Linked DNA regions of Zea mays: regions 2 and 3 are each linked to region 1. Evidence: chromatin contacts called from public Hi-C data. All regions are on one chromosome and are shown on one strand. The core of a region is the stretch at or near the end of the contact, and the rest is flanking DNA. Distances in the headings are between cores, read along the strand shown. Region 1 holds the start of LOC100281481. Region 2 holds the start of LOC100282975. Region 3 holds the start of LOC109943429 (zinc finger BED domain-containing protein DAYSLEEPER-like).

Region 1 (2,513 bases), core at 10-2,509:
TCCTAGTGTGTGGATAGTATTTGTTATTAACAGATAGGATGTGAAACCACCTTGTGAGAACGACACCCTAACTAAGTACTTGAACGGATCACCAAAAAAGTACAGGGACAGACTATCACATATCATGACACACCAACTCCTAGAATCACATACCATGTTTGCCATTTCTAACAACCAATCATGATAAACTACAAACACTTTCTACCATCAACGAAATAGTATGTGGTAACTAAAATTTCCATAAAATGGCAAAGTGGATGACTCCATACTAACCTTCAAAGGATCCAATACTGAAATATGGCAATAAAGATCTAGGGCAAAAAATTGTACTCTGATACTCAAGAGCCTACCACCCAGCCATACTCTGCACATAATGTCAAAACCTCGTGCTCTACAAACATAGATAACATTCAGTGCGTGTAAATACAGGTCAACAACATGAAAGCATGAGCATTCTCGCGTACACTTAAAAGATCACCAAATCATAGTGCTAATCGAGATCCACGTAGCAGAAGCAGGTGACAAGAACATAAATAGAGACACCTAATTTCTCACAATTCTTCATCAATAACAGCAAAGCAGGGATCTTTCGGAAGATCTCGCCGAATTGAGCAATCTGAAAGCTACACAAGACCAGGTCTGCCACACTCACCACGACGGGCGGCCGGAACTGCTCCTTTTGGTTGTGGTGCAGGACGAAGAGCATGAGCCCGACGAGGAGGAAGATCCCGAGAAGCCACCAGATCCACCCCGGCAGATGCCGCCGCGACGAGCGCAGTGCCCGCCTCCGCGCATCGCCGCCCCCGTACCCCGTTCCACGAAGCATCTCCGGACTAGTCCAACGCAAGAACTAAACCAGAGCCCTGCCTCACCGCCGACGCGCCAAACCCTTCTGCATGGGCGCAGAGAACCCAACCCACAAAGGCGGTGCCTTTGCAGAGGATCCGGGGTCCGGATGGATCAGGAGGCGATAACCATCCAGCGAACCCACCCCCCGGAGGCCGCGGGGTCGAGTCCAGCCACTGGTGACCCAACAGCAGCCTCCAGGAGAGCAGGACAGCGGAGGCAAGAACGACGGCGAAGAAAGGGCTGCCGGATCCGCGAGGGCGAGCGCGGAATGCGTGGACGGCGAGGTGTGCAGAATTCAGAGAGATGAAGGGAAGGAGGGAGGGGGAGGGAGAGATCTGAGAGTGATGAGAGAGGGGGCAGGGGAGAAGGCAGAAGGGAGGGAGGAAGTAGTTCTTCACTCGCTGGCGTAAAACGAAAGTCAGCAAAAGCCACCCTTTCCAGTCATGCGTCTCTGTTCATTTTCACCCTCCCCGTGGCCTCGTACCATTCGCGTTCCCGGTTTTTGGTTTTGCAGCATGCAGCTGCAGCTTCGCATTCGCAAGCCACTGTGCTGAGCAGCAGCCAGCAGCTCAATTATCTCAATTTTTTAAGGCCTGTTATGGGTCGAGATGGCGGTCCCCCGAGGTCCCTGGTTAAATTAAAAACCACAATGTGCTGAACAGTCGCGATGGCGGTCCTGGGAGGTGACTGAGGTTGAGGGTTACGTAGCCTCTACCAAACCGATATGTCTGGTGCTGGGCTGTTTGTAGAGGCCGCTGCAGATTTCATCCTTGCCGCGCGACCGTGCTGGTCACGCTGTGATCGTGATCGTATTCTTCCTACCGTCTTATCTCGTTTTCATGCCAACATCGCGCGAAACATTGATGTTGCTTCGCGCGTCTCGCCAATTGTTGATGATGTGGCGTATGTCTGGACCCGGATGAGTGGGGAAAGAAGATGGTTTGCCGCCTGGGTAAGGATCTGTCGGTAGCCCTCCGCGTCTGGAGTATGGGGCAGGCCGTTGGCGATTTGAGCCGGAACTCCGTCAACTTTCACTCGGCGTGTGTAAGGCTCGAGCGAAGTCGGGTAGCAGGTTCCGGGGAAGGAGTGGATTGTCGCGCTAGTGTCTGGCATCGTGCTCCGCTCGTTCCCGCTCGCGCTCCTGGGCATGACAGGCTAATGGCGATCACAGCATCGAGAGTTTCGGTGTTCGCGGAGCGCCCTGTCGTCAGGAGTTTCTCCTGCTTCGGATGCCTCGTCTCGAGATACGGGTTGAGCGGGGTCCTGCTCTTCAACCTTGTGATGACGTCGAACGTTCTGGTGCCTGTTCCGACGTTGATGCGCCTCACACTACGAGGGCTCCTCCTCCGGTACGGTGGCCTCATCGTCGAAGATGGGAGTGTCCTCTATTCTTCCCTGGATAAAGAGGACATCTGGGAAGTAAGAGCTTGGAGTCGCCTCTCGTGATCCGGTCGTCTCCCATGCGGGTGGGACGTGCGGGATAGTCTTCGGTTTTGCTCCCACGGCTATGGTGGTGCTAAGGCTTTCCGCTCCTTTTCTCCGAGTGATCTGGGTCCACTCCCAGGTGGGTAACATGGACAATGGAGTCCGTCGTGCCAAGGGTGTTGTCTTAGTCGGCTAGGTCACATGTGCCAGTATAGCCCTGGGCCTGGTTGACACGACCG
Region 2 (2,513 bases), core at 11-2,510, 470 kb after region 1:
TGTTGTAGAAATATCTCAAACAAAATTCACACCTCAATTCTGTAGAATGAACAACAATACAGCCTGGGTGGAGACTAAGGCAAGTACAACTCATAGTCATACCACTAAAAAAAGCAGATCAGGCTGCTTAAAGTCCAGATATGGGGAAAACCTTTAAATACTCAAGGATATAAGAAACAAGAAGGCAGATCTAGTAATATAAAAAAAATGTACTCTCTTCTGAGCAAGTAGAATGTTAAAGAAAAAGGAATCTTCTTTATCGTTTAACTCATGCCAGTGAAGGTGAAAAGCAGAGCAGGACCGGAATGGAAAGGCAGGGAGCCAAGGGAAAGGGAAGCTGACAGTGCAAGGCTGCAAGCCTGCAAGCTCTAGCAGCCGGCCATCATTTGCGCCAAAACCAATTCAAAGATTACAAACTTTTCGTTCTCGGAATCACAGCAAAAGCATCCAAATTCCAAAGGGGCAGGGCCCAAAAGCTGAGAACCCGTGAGCAAAGAAAATTCCATCCACTTTAGCACTGGCACAGTACATGTGGCATGGAAACAAAACAACGAAGGTAAAATGAGAAACGCTGGGCCTGCAATCGCCATCGCTTCAAAGAGAAGAATGAGCACAGACGGATGAAACGATCGAGCTGACACAACACGGACGAGTTGAAATCTCCAGCACAGCGTTCCCCAAACAAAGAAACCTTCAATCGATAAGTAAACATACACTGATCAACCAGCATTATCTCCAACCCCCCAGCAGTTTAACCACAAAGTCTAGGAAACAATGCAGCAGCAGGCAAGAACGCAATTGTGAGTATTTCTTGGTTCTTCCGCCCAGATCAAGAAGCAGTTCGAAGATCACAGCTAGAGACGAAAAGAACCCCAAGAACCCTACCTGTGCTAAGCATTTGCCTCCCCGGCGCAGCCAGGCCCGCAGGAGAACAGAGCGGAGCAGAATAAAAGGAAAACAGGGGGGCAGAACAAGACAGCAGGCATCAGTGCCCTTTATTTTATAAATGCGCTCGCGGGAGTAGGGTGGGTTTGGACATAATTTTACATGGAGAGAAGAAGAAAGAATTGGAGAGAGGCAGCAGGTGACATCAGGGAGTGCAAGAGGACGAACCTTATTTTTAATCCGGAGTTTCGCAGCGGATTTCTTGTAGTTTTCATGTGCCGTCTGCGTCTCTCCCTAGCAGGCTGTGGCTGCTCCCTGCCTGCCTGACCCTGGGGAGTGGGAGTAAAGAAGGAACTCTAGGCTGGGGGTCCTACCTGCCGCTGCACCCGTACGTGCGGGTGCGCTGATCCTTATCCCCCCACTCATCACAGGGCACAGGATTCTCTAGAAGGAGCTCCTCATCTCGCCTCGCTGGACTGCGATGGATGGCTGAACGCTGCACTTGATTTCCAAGTGTCATTCAGAATACTATTGTCGTAGTATTTCTGTAGGGTTTGTGAAACAAACAGTACGAACTTTAACAGGAGTTCTGTAAAGAACCAGTTCCTATTTCTGTAGGGGTTGGGAAATTAAAAGGATTGCGTGTTCAAAAGATTTTGCGGGATTTTGGTAGAAAAGAACTGCATGTTCCGAAAAAAAAAACATAGTCCGGTCAGATTGAATAAACAAAAGTAGGTATAAATTGTTAAATTGGACATAAGTTACCCATTAGTTTATATTAGCAAAATTTAGATAACAAAAAAGGACTCTATAACGGCACAAAGCCAAATCCATACAGATTTTTTTAGCCCTACATTTGATCAAAAAAAGACTAAAGGGGGGTGTTTGGTTCTAGCGACTAAAGTTTAGTTTGTGCCACGTCAGATGTTTGAATACCTATTACGACTTTACGAGTATTAAATATAGTGTAATTATAAAACTAATTAATTACACAGCTAAAGACTATATCCACAATGCTTCTCAAGTGACTAGGAATGAGAAAACTCTCACAATGCTTGGATCACTCTCTAATCAAGGATTGACCTTTGTCTAATCAAACACTCAAAAAGAGGGAGGAGAGTGCCCACATGATATCTTGTCGTGGGTGAGGAATGGGGTGCACCAATAGCCTTGGAAGTGGAAGTGTATTTAGCCACCAAGCTCAGCTAGCCATTTGAGTTAGCACAACAAACTTGGTCTAGCCAAGATTGGAAGTTGGCTTGGCCATATTTCCAAAACCAACCTAGCCATCCCCTAGGCCCGTACTAGCTAGCATACCGGCTTGGTTGGCTTGCCAACCCAACCTGGGCAACATATCGGCTTTGTTGGCTTGCCAACCCAACCTGAACAACATATCGGCTTGAGAGTTTGTTCCATTCTCACCCTTTCTTCTTTCGGACCCTTAGGTTTCTCTGTAGGTTTTCTTGAGCATCTTCATTTGTCTCACACTTTAGTGAAGCAAAACTCTTGATAGTGTGGCAAAACTTCACTTAAATAAACAATAAGATTTGAACTTCCAATTTGAGCTTTTCTTCGATTCAAACTTGATTGCCACTTTGATCATTGCATGGTTGAGCGTATTCATCACT
Region 3 (2,513 bases), core at 8-2,507, 350 kb after region 1:
GTCTCTTCAAGGCAGATGTACTATGTCCCTTGGAGTCCGATTTCATGTTGCGATGGCAATACTTGCATTTTGCAGCTATCATAATGCCTTTATCATCTTTGATCTTGGTGAAATGGTTCCACACATCTGATCTTGGTGCCATCTTCTTCCTTTCATGTTGTGCACAATTCTTGTCAAGGTCAACCACCTCTTGATCAGTAGCCCCTTGTGATTGTGATGGTTGTGTTTGTGTCTCATCATTTTCTAGAGTGCCAGTGCCCACTGATTCCATGCCCTTGTCCAATATGTCTTCAGGTTCAGGCATCTACTCCCTCCGTCTCAGGATATAAGGCGTAACCACTTTTTATTCTTGTCCCACAATATAAGGCGTGCTCTCTCTATGCATACGTATATCGATGCAGTGATATAGAGACAATTAAATGCATTTCTTGGTCTTTGAACCAGAGGTGGTTACGCCTTATATACTGGGACGAAGGGAGTATTAAAAAGGAAACACATAGTAAGAAATCTGCTAGAACAAAGGTAGGAAAATTATTATTAAAGAAATAATAATCTTCATTGTTGGATACTGCACATATTCATTGTGCCCGAGCTGTTTTTTATCTGTTGTCATACTCAGTAGGAAAATTAGATACTAAATGACAAGCAAAGGTAGTGCTAATTGCGCTAGTTCTATGTTTGTTGTGTTACTGCACATATGCTTGTTGCGTGACCAAGACTTGTTTCTACTAATCAAATCTGCTAGAACAAAAAATAAGCACTGAGCACTTAGCACATATGTTGCAAGATTCCTCTGATGTTGGTGCCGTTCTTCAATGTTGGCTTCAAATAATTGGTGGTGCAGGCGAGCACAGGTCGCGGGCGGCCGGGCGTGCAGTCGTGCACCGTGCTCCGCGGCTCACGGCCTGGGCGCCTCCACGGCTGGGATGTGGTCGGCACTCGACAGTGGCAGCCTGGCAGGACAACGCGGAGCAGTGGGGAACTGGTGATGGATGGCGGGCTGGCGGCTACTGCCTGCTGCTAGCCTGCTAGGCGCTCGGTGCGGTTCGACGGGCGACGGTCGATGGCAACTCGGCACGCTCGGGCGCTCGGCTGCTAGGTTAGACGGCAGGCGGCAGCGGCTGCTGGGATGTGGACGACGGCGGCTGCTAGGTTACGGCAGCGGCTGCTGGGAGCCTAGGATGTGGACACGCGGCTGCTGGCCTGCTGCTATGGTGCTACCAGCCTGGGATGTTGCCATGTTGGATGGAGAATTGGAGATGGAGCAGCCGCAGCCCACCAGACCTAATGGGCATGTACGCGTCGGTAGGCCTAGTGTTTTATTCGGGTACCGGTTAACTATTCGGGTACCGGTTAATTGAACCCGAAATTTGCTATAAAATTTTGGGTACCGGGAGGTTATACCCAAATTAGATTTCGGGTTTTTAGGGTTCGGGCTTATCGGGTTCGGGTTTTTCGGGTTCGGGATTCGGGTATCGGGTTTTATGCCCAGGCCTAGCTCCACGGTGGCCCGGTCGGGTGTACAGCAACTCGGCCTAGCGTGGGTGAGGATGCTGTTTGGAGACAGGCCACAACACTATGAGAAGGCACGACCCGTTCACCTCTCGACAAGTGCGTCAAGCTCCTCCTCCTGCTGTCAGAGGACAGCCTTGCAGGCGAGGATGTGTGCTTGACACTGGCGCTGGTATTCTTCTTCTTGGTTGGGGGATTCCAAGTCTCTCCCTCCATTGTAGCCTCATGGTGGCATGGCCACGAAGCAGGCTCTTTTTTGTGCCTCGTCGGAGTCCAAGCTAGGGTCCGTCGAGGCACTGCTTTAGTCGCCCTTGAGGAGGTCGAGGATGGATGCAGGTTGGCGACTGACGATGGGCATAATGGCTGATGGTGGGATTGCTTCCGTCTGCCGCTTAGCGGCAGCGGCAATGCGTTGAGGCGCCGCTGCTTGAGGGCGGCGGCGCACCTTTTGATGCGTCATTTTTATGCCTTGGTCCGGGTGGAATGATTAGGCCCCGGGCATATGGCATTGGCCACATTGTGGCTAACGAGGCGGAGTTCACTGGTCTCTTGGGCGAGAAAGTCGAGGGAGCCGAAGTTGATCTGGTTCCCGGGAGCGAAAGTCTTGCCCCCGGCAAACGCTAAATAGCTGGCCATCAGAGTGAAAAAAGTCGCTTTGGCACGCTTGCAGCCCCTATCTGGCATGTCAACTGTCGTGGTTTCAGAAACCGGTGACATTAGATTTGTGTTCGGTGGGGGATGCAAGTGCGAACTTACTCTAAATGGTGGATCACGAGGATCCGAGCTAGGAACTAAGACACAAGGTTTTACTGGTTAAGGCCGAGGCCCTAGTCCACTATAGTGCTAATAGTTGTATTGCCCAGGAGCATGTAACAACCAATGTGCTTATGTGTAGAAGGGAGATTGTTCCACCCTTTTCTATCTCAAGGGTGGACTTTACAGTTGGGACTTATATTCAACTAGGGAGTCCTCGGCTTGTTGCCCCTGGGTCGCTCTAGCCC

The links. Hi-C and Micro-C count contacts between places; a contact is called where the count stands out from the background.
Region 2: a Hi-C map of leaf shows a contact between it and region 1, with 2.8 times the contacts expected there. The contact joins the promoter of LOC100282975 here to the promoter of LOC100281481 in region 1. A contact is called at or near these places in 3 of 25 Hi-C or Micro-C datasets (bundle sheath, leaf and tassel).
Region 3: a Hi-C map of leaf shows a contact between it and region 1, with 7 times the contacts expected there. The contact joins the promoter of LOC109943429 here to the promoter of LOC100281481 in region 1. A contact is called at or near these places in 2 of 25 Hi-C or Micro-C datasets (both in leaf).

The regions. Positions count from the first base shown.
Region 1 is chr1:73,425,505-73,428,017 of Zm-B73-REFERENCE-NAM-5.0, forward strand. It overlaps LOC100281481, which reads right to left and starts at 1,260. Exons shown (of 2, transcript NM_001154399.1): 1 at 653-1,260. The coding sequence starts at 826.
Region 2 is chr1:73,897,203-73,899,715 of Zm-B73-REFERENCE-NAM-5.0, forward strand. LOC100282975 reads right to left here and starts at 1,261. Exons shown (of 4, transcript NM_001412253.1): 1 at 1,114-1,261.
Region 3 is chr1:73,778,674-73,781,186 of Zm-B73-REFERENCE-NAM-5.0, forward strand. LOC109943429 (zinc finger BED domain-containing protein DAYSLEEPER-like) reads right to left here and starts at 1,258. Exons shown (of 2, transcript XM_023301290.1): 1 at 1-1,258.